Linked DNA regions of Mus musculus: region 1 is linked to region 2. The links are chromatin contacts, called in public Hi-C maps. All regions are on one chromosome and are shown on one strand. Each heading gives the region's core, a stretch centred on a gene start, on an enhancer-like site or on the middle of the called end of the contact. The rest is flanking DNA. Distances are from core to core; before and after follow the strand shown.

Region 1 (6,012 bases), core at 2,986-5,485, 540 kb before region 2:
GTAGGCTGTAGTTTTTTGTCTAGGGTTGAAGCCCTGAGCTTTCCCCCTTCCATGTTAATGAGTCTACTGCTGTCTTCCTTGTCCCTGTTTAGAAAACCAAAATAGATAGGCAGACAGAAGCACACCTATTTAAAAGGTGTTAGAGAGCAGACCATGACAAACAAAGATTTTTGAAAAGGCATGCTCTATATAACCCAATACTAAGGGAACTCTTGGATTTGACCAGAAATAAATGCAACTTAAAGTGAACTAGTCAGATGTGGTGCCATTTCAGTAGCCCAGCATTTGGGAGGCTGGGGCAAGAGCGAAACCCTGCAATGAATAAAACTAAAAGAATAAACCATTTCTCAGAGAAGTTGGGCCAGTCTCTTAAGACGGAGATAAAAAGGGCTGTGACCTCAGGTTATACTCTAGACACTGTTGGGCTAGGGCTGTTATAATTTACTAAACTGATAGCCCCCTCCTTGTTTTTTTTCAAGACAAGTTTCTCTGTGTAGCCCTGCCTGTCCTCTAACACAGAGATCCATCTGCATCTACCTCCCAAGTGCTGGGATTAAAGATATGTGCAGCCACTACTTGGCCTAAACTGATTTAAAAAAAAAAAAGTTATAGGGCTGGAGAAATGGCTTGGTGGTTATGGCTGTTTTTCTAGAGGACCCAGGTTCAGTCTCCAGCACCCAAATGATGGTTCACCACCACCTATAACTCCAGCTCCAGAGGATCTAACGCCCTTTTCTGGCCTCTGCAGAGAACAGGTGTGCACACAGTAATATATATATATATATCACAAACACACGCAACCAAAACACCTATACACATAAAATAAATAAATAAATCTTTAAAACATGCTTTTATATTTATTTTTGTGTGTTTGAGAGAGGCAGGCAGGCAGGCAGGGAGGGAGGGAGGGAGGGAGAGAGAGAGAGAGAGAGATTGAGATTCTTATACTGTGTGTCCCACAGATCAAGTTCAGGCTATTAGGCTTGGCAGCAAGCACCTCCTAAGCCATCTCACCAGCTCACTAGATTTCTCTTAAACTTGATCCAAGAAGGATATTCTTTATTTACCAGTCCTAAAGATAGTTTTATTCTGAAGCTATATACAGTCACCTATTCCTTAGAATGATTGGACTCTCCAAGAAAACTGACAACTGAAAAACAAGTTACTCGGTGACAGACACAGGCGAAGATTGACTCCAACTCTTAAATAAACAAGCACAGAAATGCTTCTTTACTTTTAAATCTGTCAATCTGAGACACTAAAACAAAGCACTGAATACTGAAGGATACCTTAGCATCATGGATGCATGACAGTTTAAGACCTTACAGTTTGTTCTGGCATCTCAGCTTCTTACTCTGTTGGGTTTAATTTATCAAATGATACTTGAGGGTTTTTAAAAAATGACACTTGATTATAATCTGAGAAAAAAATTCTCAAGAATGCAAGAAAATATGAATTTAAACATGACCGATGTTCAATCTGAGATCATCACTGAAGGATCAGGTGTGTGGGAAGTACTACTGAGGCTATGCTACTGATACAGTATTTAAAACCACCTTTAAGCTGCCAAAACAGGCCAGAAAGACATTGAGGTGAGAGGGATGATGTTGTTTCCCCAAACAGATAATTACCCTGCTAGGAAAGACTAAGCACTCAAGCCTCCTTCCTATGCGGAAGGCAAACAAACTTTTAGACGACTGTAAGTCCAAGTGTTTCATGCAAGTGCCCTGTGCTAACTAGGCAAATTTGAAGAGACAGATTCTACCATTGAGAAGGATGTTTGCTTAAAGCAAACAAACCAGGACACAAAAACAAATAAAGGAAGGGCTTAAAAAGCAAGGCATGTGGCGAGATCTTATACTGAAAATAGAAAAGCAAACCCATTCGCAAAAATAGGACATCTACGGCTCTGCAAAGAATTTCCACAACGATTTTGACTTGTACTTTCTACCAGCATGATCCAGGACTACTGTGAAAAAGCCAAGGTTACTTAGTGCTCACTAATTCACTGCTACTTTTAGAGAACTGAAATTAAAACTGGATTCTCTTAGCATAAGCATTATAAATAGGTTCTTTTCTTCTCTACAACACCACTATTGACCTAAGAATGATACAAAATAATCCAGAAAGAGCAAGACTCAAAACAGATTAAAACAGATTAAAAGAACAGGGACTGCAAAACCCACAGTTATAAAAAAACAAAAAAAAAAAACAAAAACAAACCACTGTCTCAGACAAAAACAACTTGCAAATTTGATAAACCAGGTTAGACTTAAGATCAACTGAATTTAAAGCAGGAATTAATCTAAACTATAACATTTCTGCCATTTCAAAAGCAAAAAATGTAAGAAACTTTTCTAAAACTGTTTCCTTAGCAATTGGGAGCCTAAACTCCACAAACTATCCACAAAGAACATTAAGTCCTTACATGGCCTAGTCCTACATGTGCCTTTCAGAATAACACTATAAAAATTCTAATAAAAGGCAAATTATAAAGAGAAATTAAAGTATTACTTCAAAGCAAGACTCAATTCATACCATTTGAAACAAAGAACCCTACACAATTAAATGTATCCTTCCCAAGGACTACACTTGCCCAAACAAACTATTCTGTTTTGAGTACTTAAATTATTCTAATATAAATCACCCCAACTGCAAATTTTACATGAGCAAAACACTATCGCTTTTTGAGTTAAGAAACATTTTGTTTGTTTCTCCGCCAGGCTTGGTGGCACATTACTTAATCCCAAGCACTGGGGAGTCAGAGGTAGTAGATATCTCTTTTGAGTTCAAGGCCAGCCTGGTCTACATATTTAGGTCCAGGACAGCCAGACTTACAAGTGAGACCCTGTCTCAAAACAAAACAACACCCCCCTCCCCAACAAATCCAACAACAAAAGGCTAACACTGTGCTTTACAGCTTAATTAATAAAATTCTCTCTCACACACACTCCTCTGCACGAGGCAAAACGTTTATTGCATAACTCACATTTATAGTAAACGTAGAACGCTCAATTTATAAGTAAAAACAACGATCAACTAACTTGTTTTCGCATTATCTACTCATTTTAACATTCGGCGTCTAAAACAATAAAACAGTACTTACATTTCTGTTGAATTTGGTGAAGGAATGGTGCATATAAAACCTGTGCATATAAACAATCGCAGTGTTTATTGTAAGCTGAGAGCTGGGATGCAACGTTTAGAAAATAATCTAAGCAAAATGTTTCCAAAAACTAAATCAATTTGAATGGAAAAATCCCCTTTCCATTTACTCAAATCCAATCCTCAACCTGAAAGTATGCAGAAAGTCTGCGGGGAGAAGAGAAATCAGTCTGGATGCCAAATTATTCTAATACGCTACGTAGGGAGAGCCCAGGAATTATTTGCAATTAGGTTACAGCTTAGTACAGTAGAAATAAAGTAGTCGAAAGGCGCGCGCCACACACCCAAAGAACATGAAACATCTACGTGCGTTCCCCCGGCGCAACAGAGCCGCCCTGGAGCCGGCACGGAAGCCTCGGAAAACACTTTCCGTGGAACATCTGCGACCTCTCTACGTCTCAAGGCCTTTTCTGACTTCCGAAAGTGGAAGGGGCCGCCCCTTGGCTTTGCTCATCCCGGATTCCTCCTCTCTCGCCAGGGAAGCACTGCTATTCCCTCCCGCATCACGCGCTCCCAAACACAGGTTATACAACGCGGGCTCCCGGCCCGCCTTCCCCGGCACATCTCCTCTTTCTCCGGCTCGCCACGGCAGCTCGGGCCCTAGCTTTCTCTGTGTCTTTCCCGAGATCAAAAGACGGCAAAGGGAGCGGCGCCATGTTCCCGGGACACTAGGCCCGGTCACCCGGCGAGCGCGACCAGGGCGTGTGGGACGCAGGGCCGCAACTAGAAAAAGGATACACATTGAGACGTTGCCCCATGTCCTGGATGAGGTTGGCCGCCTGCTGGCGATGCGACAGCTCTTCATCCGCTTCCACTCCGCAGCGGCGGCTCGGCGTGTTCTCCAGCTGTTCCCGAGTAAAGAACCAGCGAGAAGAAGCTCCACGGCCCGACGCCATGACACTTCCTCCTCCGCCCGCGCCCTGAGCCCGCCCCCTCCCCGCCTGCCTCCGGGACTCCGCGCCAATGTGTCGAGGCCCCGCCCCAATGTGCTCTCCGTAGGGTGGGCCACGCCTTTTCCGGGCCTGCTGCTACCCACGCGCACGCGCAGGGACCCGCCCTGCCGGCTCGCGCTGGTCTTTTGCTTTCTCTTTCCGGCCTCCCTCCCCTTTCTCTCTCTCGGACCCGCGGGACCACAATGCTCTGCGCCTCTTGTCATTGGGAGACGCCGTAAAGTGGGGGTCACTCGGAAAGAAAAGGTCGACGCGGTGCATGCTGGATCTGGGAGGGGCTAAGGGGAAGGGGCGGGGCGAACAGGGAAGAGGTCCTGAGGCTGCCTAATAGGGCTTGGACGTTAGCTTTCAACTAAACGGTTTATTTTGTGGTCTGTGAGTTTGCGGGTGCGTTAAAGTCAGAAAAGGCTTTTCTAGTCTCGGCTTCGTGCTGTAGCTTCCATTTTCTTACATGTTGGTGGGTGTATTTTCTTAGCTTTGTTGACTCCTGTGTCCACGAATGGCTACCCTCCGGAGGAGTTAGCTAGGAAAGAACGCTAATTCTAGCAGTGAACTAACAGTGTCTTCTGGGTTTTTTGGTTTTGTTTTTTAAATCGCTAGTAGATGTTGGGGAGCATGCGCCTTTAAAACGTTACTTTAAACCTAAAGCCACTCAAGGGGTATGGGTTGTTTTAAAACGATGTGCCATGTGTCCCAGACTGGCTTTGTGTTCACTCTTGTAGCCAAGAATGACCTTGGATTTACTGTCCTCTTGCTTCCCCCTCGGAAGTGCTGGGATTACAAGGCCAGTGGCATCACTCTGCAGATATCTTTCTTATTAAGTTACCTGTCAAACAATATGAAGTTAATAATTGGAGGTCATGACTCTCTAGGCCTTCCATCCAGATGGGGTGTATGGTTTTGAAGGTCTGTGTGGTTTCTGCGGGTTGAGATTGGGGGATGGTTGGGGAGAAGCAGAACGCTGTAACTCAGGTTGTCCAGAAACAAAGTGCAGGGATTATAGGCTGGTGTGCCGCATCTTGGTTGAAGTGCTGGAGCAGAGGGCCTTAGGCATACTAGGCCAACAGTCTAACAAATGAGTGCAAGAGAAGCTAAGAAAAAAATTGTTTAGGATTTTATAAAGTAAGGTCTCTTATAACTGATGATTTATTTCCATCTTTTTGTAAGGAAGCACCACTCATTTGTTTACATGTTATCTGCCTCTGAGTTAATGCCTATTGTATATGACCAAATTACACTTTAGTTTTTAAGTATTTTCTGAAGACTGCAGTCAGTTATCGAAAACTGGCTTTTAAAAAGCCAACGAGGGCTGTTGAAATGGCCGACCAGCTAAAGGCAACGCTGCCAAGCCGGACAACTTGAGTTCACTCCCCACCTATATGGTAGAGGGAAAGACCCAAATGCTACAAATTGTCCTCTAACCTTCACACGTGCTCAGTGGCACACATGCGTGTGCACACTCATGCACAATAAACAGCTGTAAAGAAAATGACCCTATCTAAAAATTCCTTAAAATGAAAATAAATAAAAGGGCTAGTGTGTTTGTGATTAAAACTTGAGGCTTTCATTTGTCAGGATTTGGGGGTTCCTGCCTCAGCCTACTGCCTGCTCTATTGTGCTATGCTAGTGTTTTGATTATTGTAGGTGGTTATTGTGAACAGCCACCTAAATAATACCTTGTTATAGATATAACAAGATCTCTCATCTTGTTACCTAGATGTTCCTAGATTGATTTAAAGTAACATTCTATAAGTGCCTTTCTACAACACTCAGTCCTAATGATAAAAAAGAGAAAAGTAGAAATGGAGGAGAGCTTTTCAACTTTATAACATCTACAGAAGACAACAGCCAGCATGGCACTTGATGTTAAGGTGGCTTCCATATAAGATTAAGGACA
Region 2 (5,529 bases), core at 1,262-3,761:
TTTCACATGTGCTGTTCACACCTTTGATTACACACGAACACACACACATCCTTACCAGACTTTCCCTGCTCTACTTTTAACATGAAACTGGAAGTCAGCGGTTAACCAACTGGCTCAGCAGCAAAGGGCAACACCAGAATTTAAACTGGCTCCCACTTACCCCTCAAAGCTTAGGGTTTACTTCTAGATCAAGTTTCAAAATTCAGCAAGACTGGACCCTGGGTTCCTAATGTGTGTGTGTGTGTGTGTGTGTGTGTGTGTGTGTGTGTGTTGGGGGGAGGGGTGGTAATCCTTAAAGGATAAAAAAAAAATCAATGTACATACAAAAAAAAGGAAGAGGGAAAGAAAGGAGGGGAGGCACAGAAGAAGAAATGAAGGTGAGGGAGGAGGGAAAGACAGAGAAAAGAAGGAGGGAGGCAGGAAAGGAAGAAGAATGGAGAAGAGAGGGGAGGGAGGAATGGGAGGAGGGGGGAGGAGAGAGGAGGAGGATTGGGGAAGAGGAGGGAGGAAGAGGGGGGAGGAGAGAGGAGGGGAGGGGAGGAGAAGGAAGGCAAGGAATGGGGAAGGAGAAGGAAGAGAGGGAGAGAAACAGCAGAAGGAGGGCTAGAATCTAAAACTATAGACCTTCTGCTGAGTGTGTAGGCTCGAGACTGAGTACCTGCAAAAGGCTAAGAATCTCTGCAAATCCCAGTCTAGAGACAGGGGAGTCCATGCCCAGCATAGCAGAAGTCAGTAAGTAAATACGATGGTCTCCACACAGTAGGCTTGGAAAGAGCCAGAAGCAGGGTAACCTCATGGCCTCTCCCTAAGAGCGCCTTAGCTGCCAACCATGGGGAGATACAGAGAAGCATGGTGTCTGTCTACACAAGCCACTAAGTCTGGTCTCCCACCATCAAGGACTGGGCCAGCCAGCCAGAGGCTTTCTAGACGGAGTCATACATCCCACTGGCCAGATATAAGCACAGGCTCCCACCTAGTGTACATTAATTTATTTAAAACAAAACACATACTACTGTCAATTTATGAAATTATATCTTAAAGCATTAGTTTTAGTGGGGAATAAATGGACACTTCCCTATCTTCTTCCCATATCCAAAAGGGTTCTTATGAATGGCAAATTTTAGAACCCACTGTCTTGGACTTGCAATATTGTTCTTGCTTGGAATCCAATGGCTTTGACCTTCACGGTACCTGAGCCAGGTGGCTAGCACACTTCCTGGTTCACTGTCCAGGACTCGGCTCTCAGGACTCCTGGGCTATTCTCCTTCCATAGAGTTCTGCATCCACTGCCTTCCAAATTTTTCTGTAGTTCTTCACTCTATTCATCAGGTTTCTGACCCGAGTCTTCCCGAAGTCCTCCACTCCATCAGGTCTCCGGTCTCACCACTGTGGTCAAGCACAATGCCCCACCTTCTACAGCCAATCTACCTTCTCTACTGCAGTCAGACACCTCAGCAGCACCAGAGGGGTGGGGGTGAGGGAAAAAGGAGCATGTGGTAGCCATAGAAACACCAGTTACCAGGTTACCTCATGCCCTGGTCTTCTTCAGCAGGCCTTCCAGCTTAGTAACAGTTGTTTTGGTTTTTTTTTTTTTTCCCCTTGTCCTCCGCTACCTCCATTTCTCATCATCCTCAGCCATCGTTTTAAAACTTCATCCACGGACTCGACCAATCTTTCATCTATTGTAACATTTGCTGAATAAGCACAAGGAGTACTTACTCCCACCACTGAATCTCACCAAACATTTATGCCAGTAGACAAGAACACATCCATCTGGGGTTGGAAGATGATCAGAATAAAGCCACTTAGGTAACAGGAACCAAACAAGGAAAGAGATGACCCACTTTGTTCTTGTCTACTTGTGCATCCTTCAAATGTCTTATTGAAATAGAATTCCTATAATATGGATTGATCCTTTGAAAGGAGACAGACAGTTCAGAGCTGAGGCATACACAAGCTCCATATTGGAGCACTTGATCTAGCAGCAAAGGATCCAGGGCTCAATCCTCAGCATCATAAAAAAAAGATTAAGCATCAGCGGTATATAATATGTTCACCACACATTTCCACTGCCCTGTAATAGTTAAGCCTTGTTACCAACTGATTCGACTGAGAATCACTAGGCAGACAAGTTCTGCCTGTCTCTGTGAGTTGTTTCCAGAAAAGTTTAACTAGAAAGGGAAGCCTATCCCTGAATGGGCACAGAATTATCCCATGGACTGGGATCCAGGACTGAGTTAAAAGGAAAAAGTGAGCCAACCGCCTGTGTTCACGTCTCCGTCCAGTCTGCAGATCAAGGAAACCAGCTCCTTATGCTCCTAAAAGCCATGACTCCCCCATAACGGACTGCACCCTCAAACTGTAAGTCATGTGGTCACCACAACAGGAAACTTAATTAATACAAACCCCCCAAAGAAAACTTGGGCCATTAAAAAGTCCCTCTTACCTACTCCCCCTGCCCTCGGGAAGGAGGACTCTGCTTCCTGTCTCTGTGGATTCACCTCTTTGGGTGTTTCCTGCCAGTGAAGTCAAATGCACTTCCTGCCATGTTTCACTGGTTGGTCAGTGTGTCTGTCTATCTGCCTGAGTATGCTTCCCCCTCCACCCTCCCTCTCATGTTTTTGGATCACAGTCCATATCTATTCCTGAGACCACGAGGCTCTTTCCTGCCTCTAGCCCACTCCCTAAGCTGGGCTCAGTTTAGACCTGTGAAAAACTATCTCATCTTCTAAAATAAACAAGTGCATATTTCCTTTGATTCTTCCTCCTAATGCCAAGAACACCTTCCTTCCTTTGTAGCGTCTGAGTCTACAAACATGTCTTCTATATGACCCAGCTGTACCATTCCTGGGTATTTCCCCGTAAGATTCCCAACCAACATATCACAGATATCCTCACATATCAGTGTTTCCTGCAGTACTGTGCACAATACCTAAGTTATGGAATCAACCTAGGAGCCTAACAGCAGAAGAACAGATAGAAAAAATATGTGGTTTGTACACACAATGGAATTTTCACCCATAAAGAAGAGCAAAGTTCGTGGAAAAATGGATACACCTGGAGGCAATATTAAGCAAGTTTCAAAAAGACAAAGTTAGTATGCTTTTTCTCACATGTGGTTCCTGAACTGTATGTAGGCACAAAATACATATATATGACATTAAGGGCAAAACCAATAATAATAGTAATAATAATAACAGTAAAATTCTCTCTCCTATGCCCCTAGTCAAATGATGTGGGTGGCCTTAAGCAATGTGTGACTTGGCCTGCTGTGCCCCTCCTCTCCCTCTCTCCCCTCCCTCTGTCTCTCTCTCTCTCTGTCTCTCTCTCTCTCTCTCTCTCTCTCTCTCGTAACAGGGATTGGAAGTCATTTATCTCATAGCTCTTTCATGAAGAGCAAGTGAATATCCTAGGTTCCTAACATGTCCATGTTAGGCATGCTATAAGGGTTCAATACTATGAGCACACCGTTAGGATTAAATCCCACAAACCCCTTGGTCCTGCTTGCTCAGGCAGCCCCAGACCTCTCTGGACACTGGCACATTCCCACAACACTGCCTGCCTTCTGGCTCAATTTGTAAGTGTAAGACTTTTTCAAAATGCCAACACTTCCTTAATAAAACCTTTCCAAGGGTACCATTCACCCTTCGAGCTCTGACTGCAAGCGGATACTGGAAGACTACGCAGGAATATGGGGGCTGAGGAGGGCATTCCTAGGAGGATTTGAATATAGAATGCCCCAAATTTTCCCATCCCATTACAGGACCCCACAGTTTCTCCTCAAAACCCCTGCAACAGTCTTCCTCAAACCTTATTCCTGCTCTGCCCCCTTTTAACCCTGTGACCAGAAGAGCTATCAGAAATCCAAATCTAGGTAGAATGCATACCTAGCACACACAAAGTCCTGAGTTTCAATCCCCAGCAACAAATAAATCTGGCAGAGTAATGCCATCCCATCCTTGGGATGTGGAAGAAGGGAAGTCCGAAGGTCAAGGTCATCCACAGCTTGCAGACTAAACTACACAGTGAGTTCAAGGTCATCTGGGCTACCCAAGACCCAGTTCACATTTGTTTTGTTTTCTTTTTGCTGGTACTGTCTGCATGTGTTAGGCAAATACTTTATCACTGAGATACACCTCCAGCCCAAATTCCAGTTAGAATTAAGAAAGTTAAGTAGGTAAGACAGTTCTGGAAGAGCAAACGCTGCAGACTGGCCTCTGGCCTCCAGGTGCACTTGCACATGTGCATCTTAAATGAGTTGGAGAGCGCTCCCTCGCACATGTGCGAGCACACACACGCAACATATTGCAGCCTCAGATAGTTTAACAATCTAGTAATAAAGACAGAGAGAACTTGTGATTGCTACCTACCTCCCACAGCTGCTCAGGCTCCTATGGTTGATGCCTCTGGCTCTCCTACCTGCTCCTTGGCAAATCTGGGACAAAATATTTCTCTAGTCTCAGTTTTGGCATCTATAAAACCAGAAGAGCCGTACCTTTTGACTTTTAACCGGTTTTGATTGGCAGCTAGTAGTTAAAGTCTGTGTAAAGGGTGTGTATCTTCGGCTAGTGTGGCCCAGCTGCTTTGGAATCATCTCATCTCTGCTCCCAGAGTCAGGAGACTGTTTATCATGGGCCCTGCCCTGGCTGTGAGTAGGGTGCCCAGGCCTGCCGCCACAAAAGCCCCTCTGTAAATGTAGAGATGCCACACACACCCCCCAGGCTGTTCCTCAGTTGGAATCCAAGACTTTCAAAGCAAGAAGTCATACTGGTATCTATCATGTGGCCCAACTTGCCCACTGTGGCAGAACAGTGTGGTAGAGAACACAGCAGCCCCAGGGGTCATATGATGTCTCACTTAAGTCTTAAGACCTAATCAAGACAGCCCTGGGTTACCCATGGCCACACAGATGTTCTGTGGCTTCCAGTGCCCCCTGGTCACAGCTACTGTGAGCCACCACCCTGCCCTTTTTTCTCATTTCTACTTCCGCCCCTCCTCTACCCACACTTTCTTTTCTGTCTTCTGATTGGTGGCTCCCATGTTTCCAGAGAAAACATGGCCCTCCACAAAGAGGACCAGAGCTGGCTGTGCTCTGCCTGGAATCAGTTTCACAGAGCAGGGGTGATCCTGGAGCTTGCCACAGCCCACTTGGGGACCTTTACAGGACAGGACTCCTCTATGACCAGAAGTTATATTCTTCATACTTTGGAGGAGGGGTGCTCAGTATTTTGAGTGCTAAGGCTCAAAAGGCCCCCATGAGTCTGGCTGTGGAAGGCCAAGCCATAGCCCTCAAAGTCAAAGACAAAAAGGTCCACACAGCTCAACTGTCCCAGTCCACCTGCTTGCTCTAAGTCCCCAGTAGGGACATTTTAGTTTCTGTCCCAACACTAGATGTTCAATTATAGGTGTGAATCAAGTTTTAACAGGCTACTCTTCTTAAACCTCTGCCTCCATGTCATGACTTAGAACATAACACTAGAGATCAACTCCACTCTTGGGTCTCATACAATGTTGGGTTTTGTTTTGAAT

The links. A called contact is a pair of places that touch in the nucleus more often than the background predicts.
Region 1: a Hi-C map of regulatory T cells shows a contact between it and region 2, with 7 times the contacts expected there. The contact joins the promoter of 2900009J06Rik here to the enhancer-like site in region 2. A contact is called at or near these places in 2 of 39 promoter capture datasets (hippocampal neurons and pre-B cells), 8 of 484 Hi-C or Micro-C datasets (B cells, CD8 T cells, Th1 cells and 5 more), 2 of 115 datasets of contacts at active chromatin or transcription factors (extraembryonic endoderm stem cells and microglia) and 2 of 9 other capture datasets (liver and macrophages).

Annotation. Positions count from the first base shown.
Region 1 is chr1:127,772,277-127,778,288 of GRCm38.p6, reverse strand. It overlaps 2900009J06Rik (RIKEN cDNA 2900009J06 gene), which reads left to right and starts at 4,235. Exons shown (of 2, transcript NR_045298.1): 1 at 4,235-4,361. It overlaps Ccnt2 (cyclin T2), which reads right to left and starts at 4,125. Exons shown (of 9, transcript NM_028399.1): 1 at 3,904-4,125; 2 at 3,107-3,188. The coding sequence starts at 4,061.
Region 2 is chr1:127,227,708-127,233,236 of GRCm38.p6, reverse strand. All of the region lies in intron 1 of Mgat5 (mannoside acetylglucosaminyltransferase 5), which reads right to left. Among named protein-coding and RNA genes, the nearest start is that of Mgat5, 25 kb to the right of the region's middle. Within about 2 kb of position 2,511, at least 44 of the 459 cell types and tissues checked have an H3K27ac peak or open chromatin away from gene starts, as enhancers often do. A contact at or near this core is called in CD8 T cells, hematopoietic stem and progenitor cells, pre-B cells and 1 more, where this site is marked.